Regions from separate parts of the Mus musculus genome. Here regions 1 and 3 are each linked to region 2. Evidence: chromatin contacts called from public HiChIP or PLAC-seq and Micro-C data. All regions are on one chromosome and are shown on one strand. Each heading gives the region's core, a stretch centred on a gene start, on an enhancer-like site or on the middle of the called end of the contact. The rest is flanking DNA. Distances are from core to core; before and after follow the strand shown. Region 1 holds the start of Baiap3 (BAI1-associated protein 3). Region 2 holds the start of Jpt2 (Jupiter microtubule associated homolog 2). Region 3 holds the start of Gnptg (N-acetylglucosamine-1-phosphotransferase, gamma subunit).

Region 1 (3,568 bases), core at 191-2,690, 300 kb after region 2:
CAGAGAATTTAAGGGCAAAGGGCTGGAGGGGTCTCTCTGGGCTTCCAGTCCACAGCAAACACAAGGGTGCTGAGTGGGGTAGTGCCTATGGACCTCTCCACGGCCGGCCTCAGTAGCTCAGCCTCCAGTCCTCAGGTGGTCTACCTGTTACACATTCTGTTTGCAAGCTCATCCCTCCCTGAGTCACAGGGAGTGTAGGGGTGTGTAGGGGGAGATCTGCACTGTGCTCTCTGTGGATGGATGCTCTCCAGGCCTACAGATGGAGACTGGTTCACTCTACCCTGGAGTCTTACCTGCTACTTACCTGTCTCTGTTGAGTTAGTTGCTCCTGATCGGCTGTTTTTGATGATAGGGGCGGGGGAGGCTGTGGTTACCCTCCCCTGTTCTATTGAGGTTACCTTCTTCTCCTTGAAGGCAGGAGGTCTGAAGGGAGTTTGGTCTTGGTCTTGCTTTCTTTCTGTTTCTATTTCTGTCTCTCTCTGATTCTGTCTCTCTGTCTCTGTCTCTGTCTCTACCTCTGTGCCTCTCTCTCTCTCTCTCTCTCTCACACACACACACACACACACACACACACACACACACACACACACACAGTCAGACCCCAGGCAAATGGTGGGACCCGAATTCCTGGGTAACTAGGGAGGAAAAAGGCTTACCCTGGCAGGGATTTTGGGTTACTGAGGGCAAAGGTCTCATGAGGGGAGTCGGAAAGTGGTAGGGACACGGGCGCTGGGGCCTTGAGGGGATTCAACCTGTTCAGAGAAGCCCCGTAGGGCGTCTCCGAGGTCCCCAGCTCCGCTTCAGTCAGGGGCCTCTATTGGGAAAAAGGGTTACAGTCAGGTGGCTCAGCAGCGGCGGCCGTGGGAACCGAGGTTGAAGGTGTGCACTCTCTGGCTCTGGAGGTCTCACCCTTCAACCCTCCCGGGGAATTCTGCAGTGTGGACCTCCAGTAGCCCTTTACTTAGCTCAGAGCCTAGGACGCCGGCCGTGCGACCCCGCCCCTCTCTCTGAGCACGCGCGGCCTCAGTTTCCCCAGGACCTCAGTTTCCCATTGCCTCTGACGCCAGCAATTCCCGTGCTCCACCCGGAGCGTAGTGCAGAAGCCAGGGGTGGGGGTGGGGCTAAGCCCGAGGGGGCGGTCGCGTCCGTCCGTCCGTCCGTCTGTCTGTCTGTGATAAAAAGCAGGTTAAGCCTCGACGGCAGTCTGACGACATTGGGCAGGAGTTACAGCACTCACCGTGGACAGGGCTTCGGGGGCCACAGGGTCGGGGGGGTCCCTGCTGGCGCTGGCGTTGCTGTCGCACTAGCTGGGGACACCGAGGCACAGCGACCGCTAGCAGCCGCGCGCGCTGGAGACTGAGCACTGCAGAGCGGGCGCCGCGGGCGGGGGGCGCGGGCGGGCGGAGGCGGGGCCTGGCCTGGTTTGCTGGTCAGAGGTTCCAGCCCTGCCCACCCCTACCCTGCGCGTTTGGGGTCGGCAGGGGGTCTCTACCAGCACGGTAGTGGCCAGAGAGACCCTGCTCTGGGCACAGGGCTCAGTAACCTACAGGTGGGTGCAGGGACAGGTTGTGTTAGCTGTCCCCCCACCCCCCTTCTCCTGCCCCGAGGGAGGAGGCTGTCACGGGGTCTCCTTCCCAGGGCCGCAGGGAAGCTACAGTCGCCCAAAAGAAACAGTCGCCCAAAGGAAACACGAAGTGCCTGGTGTTTCTTGAAGTGCTGTACAGCCATATCCAAAGTCAACCCTCTCACAAAAGCTCTGCTGCTCAGTACTACCCGGAGCTGCTCTCTTCCAGGGAAGTCAGCTCTGGTATTAACCTGGGACATCTCGTGATGTCACTGCTATCTGTGAATGTGTGCAGAAGACACACATTAAGCCACATCCTGCTGTTCCCAGCCCACTTCTCCTAAGGCCCCCTCCACCACTTGAGGTCACCTGGAGACTTGTTAAATGAGTTGCCTGTCCAGTTCCTAAAAGTGCGAGCTCTGAAGCTGGGGCAGAGGAAATACCTGACAGGGTTCTTTGTGTGGGTTCTCAGCACCCACTGGGAGTTGTTCTTGGCTGTTCCAGGGCTCAGTAGGCCCCTGAAGACTGACACAAACTTCGGTGGGAAACCACTGGTGGCCATGTTGCTTCTAAGTAGTTCCACTTTGGAGTTTATACCAAAAGTCTCATTCTTTTGTTTGTTTGGTTTGGTTTGATTTTTCGTTTCTCTGTGTAGCCCTGGCTGTCCTGAAATTCACTCTGTAGACCAGGCTGGCCTTGAACTCAAGAGTTTCCCACTACTGACCGGTTTAAAGGTCTCATTCTTATGGGAAGGACTCCAACCAGTGTGAGGGTCAGGAAAGCAGGCCTGAAAATTCTCCACTTCAGACTGTAGCAAATGACATCTCTGCTGAGGCGACAGACTTTCCAGAGTGCTGGGCGGGGGGCCTTTGTTCCTCATTACTGGGATTTGGAGAGGAAACATCTGAGGGACAACAGTCAGGCCATAGTCCTTCATTCCAGGGGACATACAGGTGAGGTCACCTGTCTGTATCCCAATTCACATCTCTGTCAGTCCCTCCATCCATCACTGAAGACAGGCACCAGAACAGAATATTGTCCTGCAGAATGCTCCGTTCTCAGTCAACCTCTGGCTTGGCACAGTCCGGCCAGGCAAAAGTGATAAAAGTCAAACCCACTGTCAGGACCAGGATATCAGATGAGCAAGGGAAGGTCCTGGACTCTATGCCCCACACTGTCCTGCTATAGGGGATAGGGGTTGGAGTGGGATAGCCAACTCCTCTCCCAGAGTCTGGAGTTGATGCACCCATAGTATACTCTTGTGTCATGTTTTGCCAACCTGTTGGAACACACACACACAGGGCAGTGGCAGTGGCAGGGGAGGGGAGAGAGAGAGAGAGAGAGAGAGAGAGAGGGAGAGAGAGAGAGAGAGAGAGAGAGAGAGAGAGAAACTGGTTGCCATGGTGACGGTAATGGCTTTGGGGTAAAAGGATGAACTAAAGCCTGCTGTAAACAGGAAGTGGAGGGGGGAGCACCACTGCAGGGGCTCCAACGTCTGAGACTGGGTTGGTTAAGATTTGCTCCTGTCTGATAGGAATCTGAGATCCAAACATGGAAAGAGAGGCTTTTAGTCACAGTACCGACTGGGTCCCAAACCCAGCCCCAGGAGTCCAGTCATCCCCAGGCTCTTCGCTCCACAGACCTTTGTGTGTGTGTGTGTGTGAATGAGTGACAACCCATTGGTGACTCATCCTAAGACTGGCATGGCTCAGATGCACTGCATCCCTTCTCCTTGCCTCAGAGCCTTGCTTGACCGCATCTATGATGCGGTTCAGATCAGTTCCTGAATTGAGCCGGTGATGGCTCATAGGATCAGAGACCAGGGGCTTTGGTTAGAGTTCCATCTTCCCCTGAGGCTTGCCAGAAGCCATCCAGCAGCTGAAGAAACTTGGCTTCAGAGGCAGATGTGGCTCAGGATAGCCTGCCTGACAAGTCAGTCCTTGAACTGCAGCTCACACCAAGTATTTTGTGACCTTCCTGAAGTCAGTGTCTAGGTACTGGAGC
Region 2 (3,781 bases), core at 728-3,227:
TCAGGATCTTGAAGTGCTCAAATTCACTATGTAGTGAGTGACAACCCTGAACTCATATTCTCTACCTCCATGTCCCGAGTGCTAGGATTACAAGTGTGAATACTCCTAGCTTTATTTTAATAATCTCATTTTACATGAAGCCACCAGCATCCTACCCTGTGGAGGTTTGACCCCGGCAGACCCTCACTCTACACTCTCACCTTCCCAGTCACTCTGTGGTTATTCAGACACAAGATACCGACAGCCAGACGTGTGTGTCAATGGTATGTGTTCCATGTATGTGATACAACAGAAGCAGGAGCCTCAAAACCATCTCCAGAGATGAGGCCCAAATTGAGTCTGTTACGGGAATATAGGAACTAGCTTTTGAACTTAATATGGGTATTGAAAGTAAGGATTTAGTATTGCTTTGTGTACTAAAATAATGAGCCACTTGGGCAAGAGCAGTGTCCACCTCCATCTCAAAGACAATGGAGCAAGCACAAGCTTCAAAGCCTACAGCAGCAATGCAAGTCTTAAGGTTGCCCCTGCAGGGTCTCACAAATGGGCCTTTCAACAAATAGGGCCCAGAACAATGGCACAGTGTGGCCTTCTGGAAGCCACTAGCAGCCATTAATCACAGTAACACCAGTGGAGTGGAAGGTTCTAGGGCCAGATTAGTCAACTCAGACTTTAGGACCAAATCCATAATTCCAATTACTTTTTCCTTTTGTAGTACCCTTTAAATGTTTCAGTAGAAATACTCAAGTTATCGAGAAAATATAAGGGATATAGGCAAAGATGAAAAGCCAGAGTTCAAATGAACTATGGCACTGGAGAGAAAGAAAATATCGACGGTTGTCAGCGCTCCCAGGCCTCCCTGGAATGATGAGTTTCATAAGAACTAGGAACTAATGAGAAAATCTGGGACAAAGCCATGAGAAATAGACCGGGTGGGGGGTGACGTGTTCTTCATGGTTAGTAATTTTTGTGGATGAATGACAGTAATACCATAACGCTTTTACAGTTCAAACATCTCCAGCACAAGAAAATCCCTCTGCTGAGGAGACAAAAGACAGGGTTAGACGAAAGGAAACCCTGGAGTACAGACAGACCTTACAGACTCAGGCTTTGTAGCAATCAGTCGGACTATGTGCTGCTATCTTCTCCAACCTGCCTAAGTTGCCATCCAAAGCACGCTTTCTATCTAATATGGCCCAGACTGAGGCTTCCAATTGCGCTTCATTATCCAGTTAAGGTAGCTCCCCTTTCCCCCTCATCCCGCTATCAAGTGGGTATTTCCTCCTTTTCCTAAATTCCTCTCCATGGACGCCTACTCAACAATTAACTCCTGGAGCTCGTAAAGTCATTCGAACACCAGTTTCATTTTATCAACTCAAATGGGGATTTCCTCCTTTTCCTAAAATCCTCTCCATGGACGCCTATTCAACAATTAATTCCTGGAGCTCGTAAAGTCATTCGAACACCAGTTTCATTTGATCAACTCAAAGCAGATCAGACAGAAAGCCTAGAGGAAACTGTGTAGGGAAGGTCCCCGCCCAGGGTGTAGCAGTCAGTAGTGCATCCAACAAACACCTGGTCGTGGGTTGGGTCTGAGAACGCTGCCGCTACTCAGCCACATTCAAAGGTCGTCATGACCAACCAAACTGGACAAGGGAAGGGCTCAGGAAGCGGCAAACAGCTCGGAGCGCCCGGCTAGCGTCTGTCCTGAGCAAGCACTTCAGGAGAGCCACGTGTCTTAATCCCGCCGCCCGGTCTCCACTCCGCTCTAACCCCACAGCCTTCCTGCAAGGCCCTGCGGGAGAGCGCGCACAGTATCCTCAGGGGAGCCCCGCGCCACACCCACCGCACTTGTAGGGTCTCCCGCCCGCCACGTGGCTGCGGCTATGCGCCCACCCGGGCCCCAGCACCGGTCCGCGCACCTGGAACCCGACTTGCCAGCTTGGCTGTCCGCGCCCTGGAACATGTCGGCCGCCGCCCCGCGCTTTCACAGCCGCCGCGCGGCGGTTCCCGCTTGGTCCCGCGCAGGTACCCTGACCCGCCCAAGCCAGTTGGACGCCTCTCGCGCCAATCATGTCTCTGCAGCCTATCGTAGAGTCGTGCCCCACTCCTCCCTCCCGCCCCCAAGGAGAGGGAGGCTTGGAGGCCCGCATCGCGCTTACAGCCGATTGGCTGCAGGGGGCGCCTCTCATGGCCTCAGGCGTGGGCATTGGTTCACAGCTCGCCCCACCCCCAGCCAACACGCCTCCGCATGCGAATCCGCATTTTCTGGCCGACCTATCCCGGGCTGGATGGCACTAGGAAGTTTCTGGCCGGTGGTAGCGGAAGGCTTCTTTGGGGTTACAGCACCTTCGGGAGGAAAGGTTCATGGAAGCGCACAACATACCCATAACAGAAGCAGCGAATTCTGTAATGAATTCCGCATTCAGCGGTCACTCAATCGCTGAATCTCTGATGCCTACCTGTTTGCTCACCCTCACCTCCAGGGCACCTCCAGGCCTTAGAGCTCATCTCATTACACTGTGCCTGTTGGAATACCCTAAGCATACTGGCTTTGAAAGCAGGCACAAAAGACAGACATTAGATGAAGTATTAGTATGTATTTATGCACAATAAAAACATTTACAAGCCGAACTGGAAATTTTAGCCGAAGTTTTAACAGTTCTTGTTTATTAAATAACCAAAACACCTTTTATTCCCAAAAAATTGGTAAAGAATAAATAATGTAATTTACAATATGGTACAAAAAATAATCAGAAGGACAGGCATTCTGCTTTATACATACACTGTATATTTATAGTCTATAAAACAAATTCACATCTCAAGCCGGAAACCTCAGATGATATGGCTTAACGATTATCAAAGCAAACAGCACTGAGCTCTGCCTGCTGGGGGCACCCCTCCAGCCAGTGATCTTACGAAAGAATAAGGGTCTGGCTGGGGCAGTGCTTCCAAAACTGGACTGACCACACCAGGCTAGCCTCTGGGAAAGGTATACTGTGGGTTTCTTTCCTTTTTTAAAGTGTTTTTTTTTTTTTTTTAAATTAAGACAAAGTACGGTATTTCCTCATGAATGCATCTGGGAGATTTGTTTTTAAAGTACATAAAACAATTTCCTTCTAAACTTATTTTGACCATTTCTAATAATATGGTTTGGTTAAAAATGCTATTGAACTGAATGACACCTCCCCTAGCAGAGGCTATCACAAGGAATGAAAAAGAAGAGGAGGGTAGGAAAAAAGGTTGACCAACAGATGAAATGTCCCAAAGTCCCACTCCCTGAGCAAGTACTATGCCCGACAGGATCTATGGACTTCAGCTCGCCTGAGCATCTTCTCTAGGACACAATCCATGCCAAGCACCAAAGATACAGGTTCCCCATCTTTTAAAAAGATGAATCAACATGTCTAAGAAACATTAATATTAACAAAAGATTTTCTCAAAGAATGACCGCATGTAAGTCACACTAAGTTCCAATGAGGAGAGGAAGCCCGAGTGAACGCCAACCATCCAAACTGATGGAAGGAAGAGAAGGAAGATGTAGAACCCAGGAGCCTGCCTTGCTGTTTTTGTTTTGTTTTTTAAAAAACTCTAACCTTTAGCAGTTTTCAGGTTTTATGCATGGATATTTGCTTACGCTGGGAGACGTTGTATCCACTGATTCTCTGCTACAAATGCCACCATTTGTCCTTTAATGTGGCGATGATGAGCAAACCAGTATGGCTGGTGAAGAACCTTCTGGAATCTTGTCAGCTTCCTTACAGTAACGCACCAGTCCATC
Region 3 (3,858 bases), core at 835-3,334, 280 kb after region 2:
CTAATATTGCTATTAAATGAATAAAAATAAACATCTGCAGTACTGGGTTCCTAGCAACATCTGGCCCCTCCTGGCCAACCAAGGAGCTACATGTTAGTTTGGAAGGGCTGTGGAGAAGTCTTACGATTATACACAAATACACGCGCGCGCGCACACACTATTATACACAAATACACACGCACACGATTATACACAAATACGCACGCGCGCACACTCACACAACCTCACAATGTAATGGTAGCAGGACTTAAAACAGTGTCACCTTATGAAAAGGAGAGAAGATGGTAACAGTTGACTACGAGAGGAGCCTGGTAAGTGCTCTGCAGCCCTGAGCTATCTCTTCTTCACGGGATCAAATCTACAAACCAGCTTGCCCAACATGCCTAAGATAGTGGGTCACCAAATCCCCAGAGTGCAGCTAGTCACGTTTTTTTTTTTTTTTTTGGAATCTTTATCATGTATCTACTTATTTATTTATTTATTTTTATTAGATACTTTATTTATATACAATATAAATAAATATTAAATAAATTTATTATTATATATATTTATATATATTTATATTATATATTTATTTATATATAATATAAATATATATATATAAATAAATATATATTTCAAATGCTATCCCGAAAGTTCCCTATACCCTCCCTCCACCCTGCTCCCCTACCCACCCACTCCTGCTTCTTGGCCCTGGCATTCCCCTGTACTGGGGCATATAAAATTTGCAATACCAAGGGGCCTCTCTTCCCAGTGATGGCCAACTAGGCCATCTTCTGCTACATATGCAGCTAGAGATATGAGCTCTGGGGGTACTGGTTAGTTCATATTGTTGTTCCACCTATAGGGTTGCAGACCCCTTCAGCTCCTTGGGTGCTTTCTCTAGCTTCTCCATTGGGGGCCCTGTGTTCCATCTTATAGATGACTTGTGAGCATCCACTTCTGTATTTGCCAGGCACTGGCATAGCCTCATACGAGACAGCTATAACAGGGTCCCTTCAGCAAGATCTTTCTGGCATATGCAATAGTGTCTGGGTTGCCAAGGTTCTTTTATGCTGGCCAGCCCTGAGCCACCTCCAACAGCTTGTCTTTCAGTCCTCCTAGGATCTTAGTCCCAAATTTCCTGTGCTGGTGCCCTCTCCACTCCGTAAGACCTAGAAAGGGCTAGATACACCTGGAGTGTTGAGTCTTCATACCCAACATCCCTAGAGCTTCTAATTGGTCTAAGCACCTGTGGAAAGTAGAGGCTTTAATACCACAAGTTGGAGGCCAGCTTGAGTCTACTATAAAAGACTTTGAAAGACTCTTACCTTAAAAACACAAAAGTAGCCGGGGGTGGCACACGCCTTTAATCCCAGCACTTGGGAGGCAGAGGCAGGCGGATTTCTGAGTTCCGGGCCAGCCTGGTCTACAAAGAGTTCCAGGGCTATACAGAGGAACCCTGTCCCGAAAAACAAAACGAAACAAAACAAAAACCCCACAAAAGTTAGGGATGTGACCCAAGCCTTGAGCGCTTGCTTGCTTAGCCCTAGGTAATCGCCAACCCTGGGAGCGAGAGGGGATTGCAGTTCCAGTATATACTTCAGAGCATTTAAAACACTCAAGTTTGACAAACGAATTCGTAACCCTTCAGCGAGTACATTATGAGTCCTTCATCCAAGGCACCCTTCCCTCCCTAACCGAGAGCTTTTTTCGGCCCCCTCAGTCAGCACCTCGGCCAGCTCCGCACCCTCCCGCGCTCACCGGATACAGCTGAAGGCTCTCTCTTGGGCTGAAGGCGGCTTGCCTGGGGCAAGAACGGGTTATTCAGCCTATGGAACAGAGAAGGTCAGAAGAGCCAGCCAGGCTCGGTCCCCAAGCCGCAGGACCGTGATCCGCTCACCCGAATGTGTTAGGCTCCTCCACCACCTTCATCTTCCCGGCACATGCCGGCGCGGGCCCTGCGGAGCGGGGAGAGAGGTGGTGAGTAGGGAGCGGAGGCGCGAGCGACGCCAGCGCGCGGGGGGCTATGTGCGCGGAGCCACTGACCCTGCGACGCGAGCCCCAGCAACATCAGGAAGCCAGCCAGCCGCCCCGCCATTGCTCCTAGGGTCTCACGGTCACGTGAGTGACAGCCGGAACTGACTCCCCTCAAAACCGGAAGCTGTGCGAGCGCGCACGCGCGCACGCTCTTGAACAAACGCTGGAGCTGAGGATTTCATCTCGGATTTCATCTAACATTATGGGCCGCAAGAAAGTTGCTCGCGGATCCAGGAAAGAGAGCGGTCGTGTTCGGCGACCCTCTGGCCGCTCTCTGGATGCTTTCGCTGAAGAGGTGGGCGCTGCGCTGCGTGGTGAGTTTGGAGCAGTCGGAGCAGCGGGTCGGGCCTGGGAGCAGGCGCTGAGGACCCGGCCTTCTCTCTCTCCTTGTAGCATCCGTGCAGCCCGAGGAGGCCGAGGACCAGGGCGGCCCGGGCCCTGCGGCGCTGCCTTGTGCCTTGGCTATGTGGGAGCTTGGTCACTGCGACCCCAAGCGCTGCACGGGCCGCAAACTGGCCCGTCTGGGTCTGGTGCGCTGCCTGCGCCTGAGCCAAAGGTTTGGCGGTCTGGTGCTCAGCCCAGTAGGCACTGAGTACGTGTCTCCGGCAGACAGGTAGACACCAGAGGCCTGGGGATCGGGGAGGGGTCGGAGAGGGGTTGGAATGCCCTTCCCACCATCTTGTCTTTGTTAAACTGCCCTGTATCAGGAGTATCATTTTCTTCAAGCCTTGCTTATTGGTCTTGGATGTCCACATCTTTCATATGAGCAGAGTTGTATTTAATTTGACCCTTTTCATAGAGCAGGGCTATAGTGTAGAAAGCCTAGGAGAAACATTTGTTGTGTAAAGTAAACACTGTCCAGCTACCCTCAACTGCTTCCTGAAGGGTTCTTTCTACTATTGCAATAAACCATAACTTCGAAATAGCAGAGTGATCTCTCATCTGTAGTGAAGCCAGTCTCCAAGGATGTGCCTTATTTGGGGCCCTAGAACCTACCCTACACTCTCTGACAGACAGCTGGTGGCACAGTCAGGGGTCGCAGTCATAGACTGCTCCTGGGCCAAACTGGACGACACACCCTTTCAGAAGATGCGAGGGAGCCACTTGCGGCTCCTGCCTTACCTCGTAGCTGCCAACCCTGTAAACTATGGCCGGCCCTGCAAACTTTCCTGTGTGGAAGCTTTCGCTGCTGCCTTCTGCATCGTAGGTGAGTTTTGGGTCTGACAGAAGCCTGGCAATGGCAGTCTGGAGGCTGACTGCTTGCCCCCTCCTCCTCCCTCACCTGGAGACTGGGGTTTCTTCTGGCAGAGTCTGAGCAAGGGGGTGGGATGTGAGGAGAATATATTGGGAGCCATTAGAAAACAGCCTTTGTCTTCAGTCTCAGTGCCCACATACAGTCTTAACCTTATGAAGCAGAGGTAGAGGCAAAATGGACCACTGCCTTCCCTGGATGGTGTGTGGGCCCAATGGCTACCCCGTAAGACACAGAGACTAGGATAATAGGACTGTTTCTCAGCAAATGAGAGGAACCTTGGGAACTGTAGAGGAGGTGACAGCTTCCTGAGATAGCAGGCAGGGTCATGCAGTTGTGCTCTCTATAGGTGTCCCAGGCATATCTTTGGTTTTTGTTCCACTAGGCTTTTCAGACCTTGCTGTCATTTTGCTTCGGAAGTTTAAGTGGGGCAAGGGCTTCCTGGACCTGAACCGGGAGCTCCTGGATAAGTACGCAGCTTGCCGTGGCCCGGAGGAGGTGTTGCAGGCTGAACAGGGGTACTTGGCTAGCACCAGGGACACGCCTGAAGAGGACATCGGTGAGTCCTGGTGTTGGCTGGGAGCCCC

What was found. Hi-C and Micro-C count contacts between places; a contact is called where the count stands out from the background. HiChIP or PLAC-seq counts read pairs in DNA pulled down with a chosen protein or histone mark.
Region 1: an H3K4me3 HiChIP or PLAC-seq map of embryonic stem cells shows a contact between it and region 2, with 3 times the contacts expected there. The contact joins the promoter of Baiap3 here to the promoter of Jpt2 in region 2. A contact is called at or near these places in 11 of 39 promoter capture datasets (cranial neural crest, embryonic stem cells, frontonasal cranial neural crest and 5 more), 1 of 484 Hi-C or Micro-C datasets (embryonic stem cells), 4 of 115 datasets of contacts at active chromatin or transcription factors (bone marrow-derived macrophages, craniofacial prominence, embryonic stem cells and 1 more) and 2 of 9 other capture datasets (adipose tissue and macrophages).
Region 3: a contact with region 2 is called in a Micro-C map of embryonic stem cells, with 2.2 times the contacts expected there. The contact joins the promoter of Gnptg here to the promoter of Jpt2 in region 2. A contact is called at or near these places in 10 of 39 promoter capture datasets (cranial neural crest, embryonic stem cells, fetal liver and 5 more), 2 of 484 Hi-C or Micro-C datasets (embryonic stem cells and muscle stem cells), 5 of 115 datasets of contacts at active chromatin or transcription factors (bone marrow-derived macrophages, craniofacial prominence, epiblast stem cells and 1 more) and 2 of 9 other capture datasets (adipose tissue and macrophages).

The regions. Positions count from the first base shown.
Region 1 is chr17:25,254,924-25,258,491 of GRCm38.p6, forward strand. Baiap3 (BAI1-associated protein 3) reads right to left here and starts at 1,441. Exons shown (of 34, transcript NM_001163270.1): 1 at 1,238-1,441.
Region 2 is chr17:24,958,646-24,962,426 of GRCm38.p6, forward strand. It overlaps Jpt2 (Jupiter microtubule associated homolog 2), which reads right to left and starts at 1,978. Exons shown (of 5, transcript NM_198937.2): 1 at 1,923-1,978. The coding sequence starts at 1,966. It overlaps Cramp1l (cramped chromatin regulator homolog 1), which reads right to left. Exons shown (of 21, transcript NM_020608.3): 21 at 2,581-3,781.
Region 3 is chr17:25,238,032-25,241,889 of GRCm38.p6, forward strand. Gnptg (N-acetylglucosamine-1-phosphotransferase, gamma subunit) reads right to left here and starts at 2,085. Exons shown (of 11, transcript NM_172529.3): 1 at 2,029-2,085; 2 at 1,883-1,940; 3 at 1,744-1,811. The coding sequence starts at 2,080. Tsr3 (TSR3 20S rRNA accumulation) reads left to right here and starts at 2,139. Exons shown (of 6, transcript NM_026676.3): 1 at 2,139-2,333; 2 at 2,413-2,632; 3 at 3,033-3,226; 4 at 3,657-3,830. The coding sequence starts at 2,222.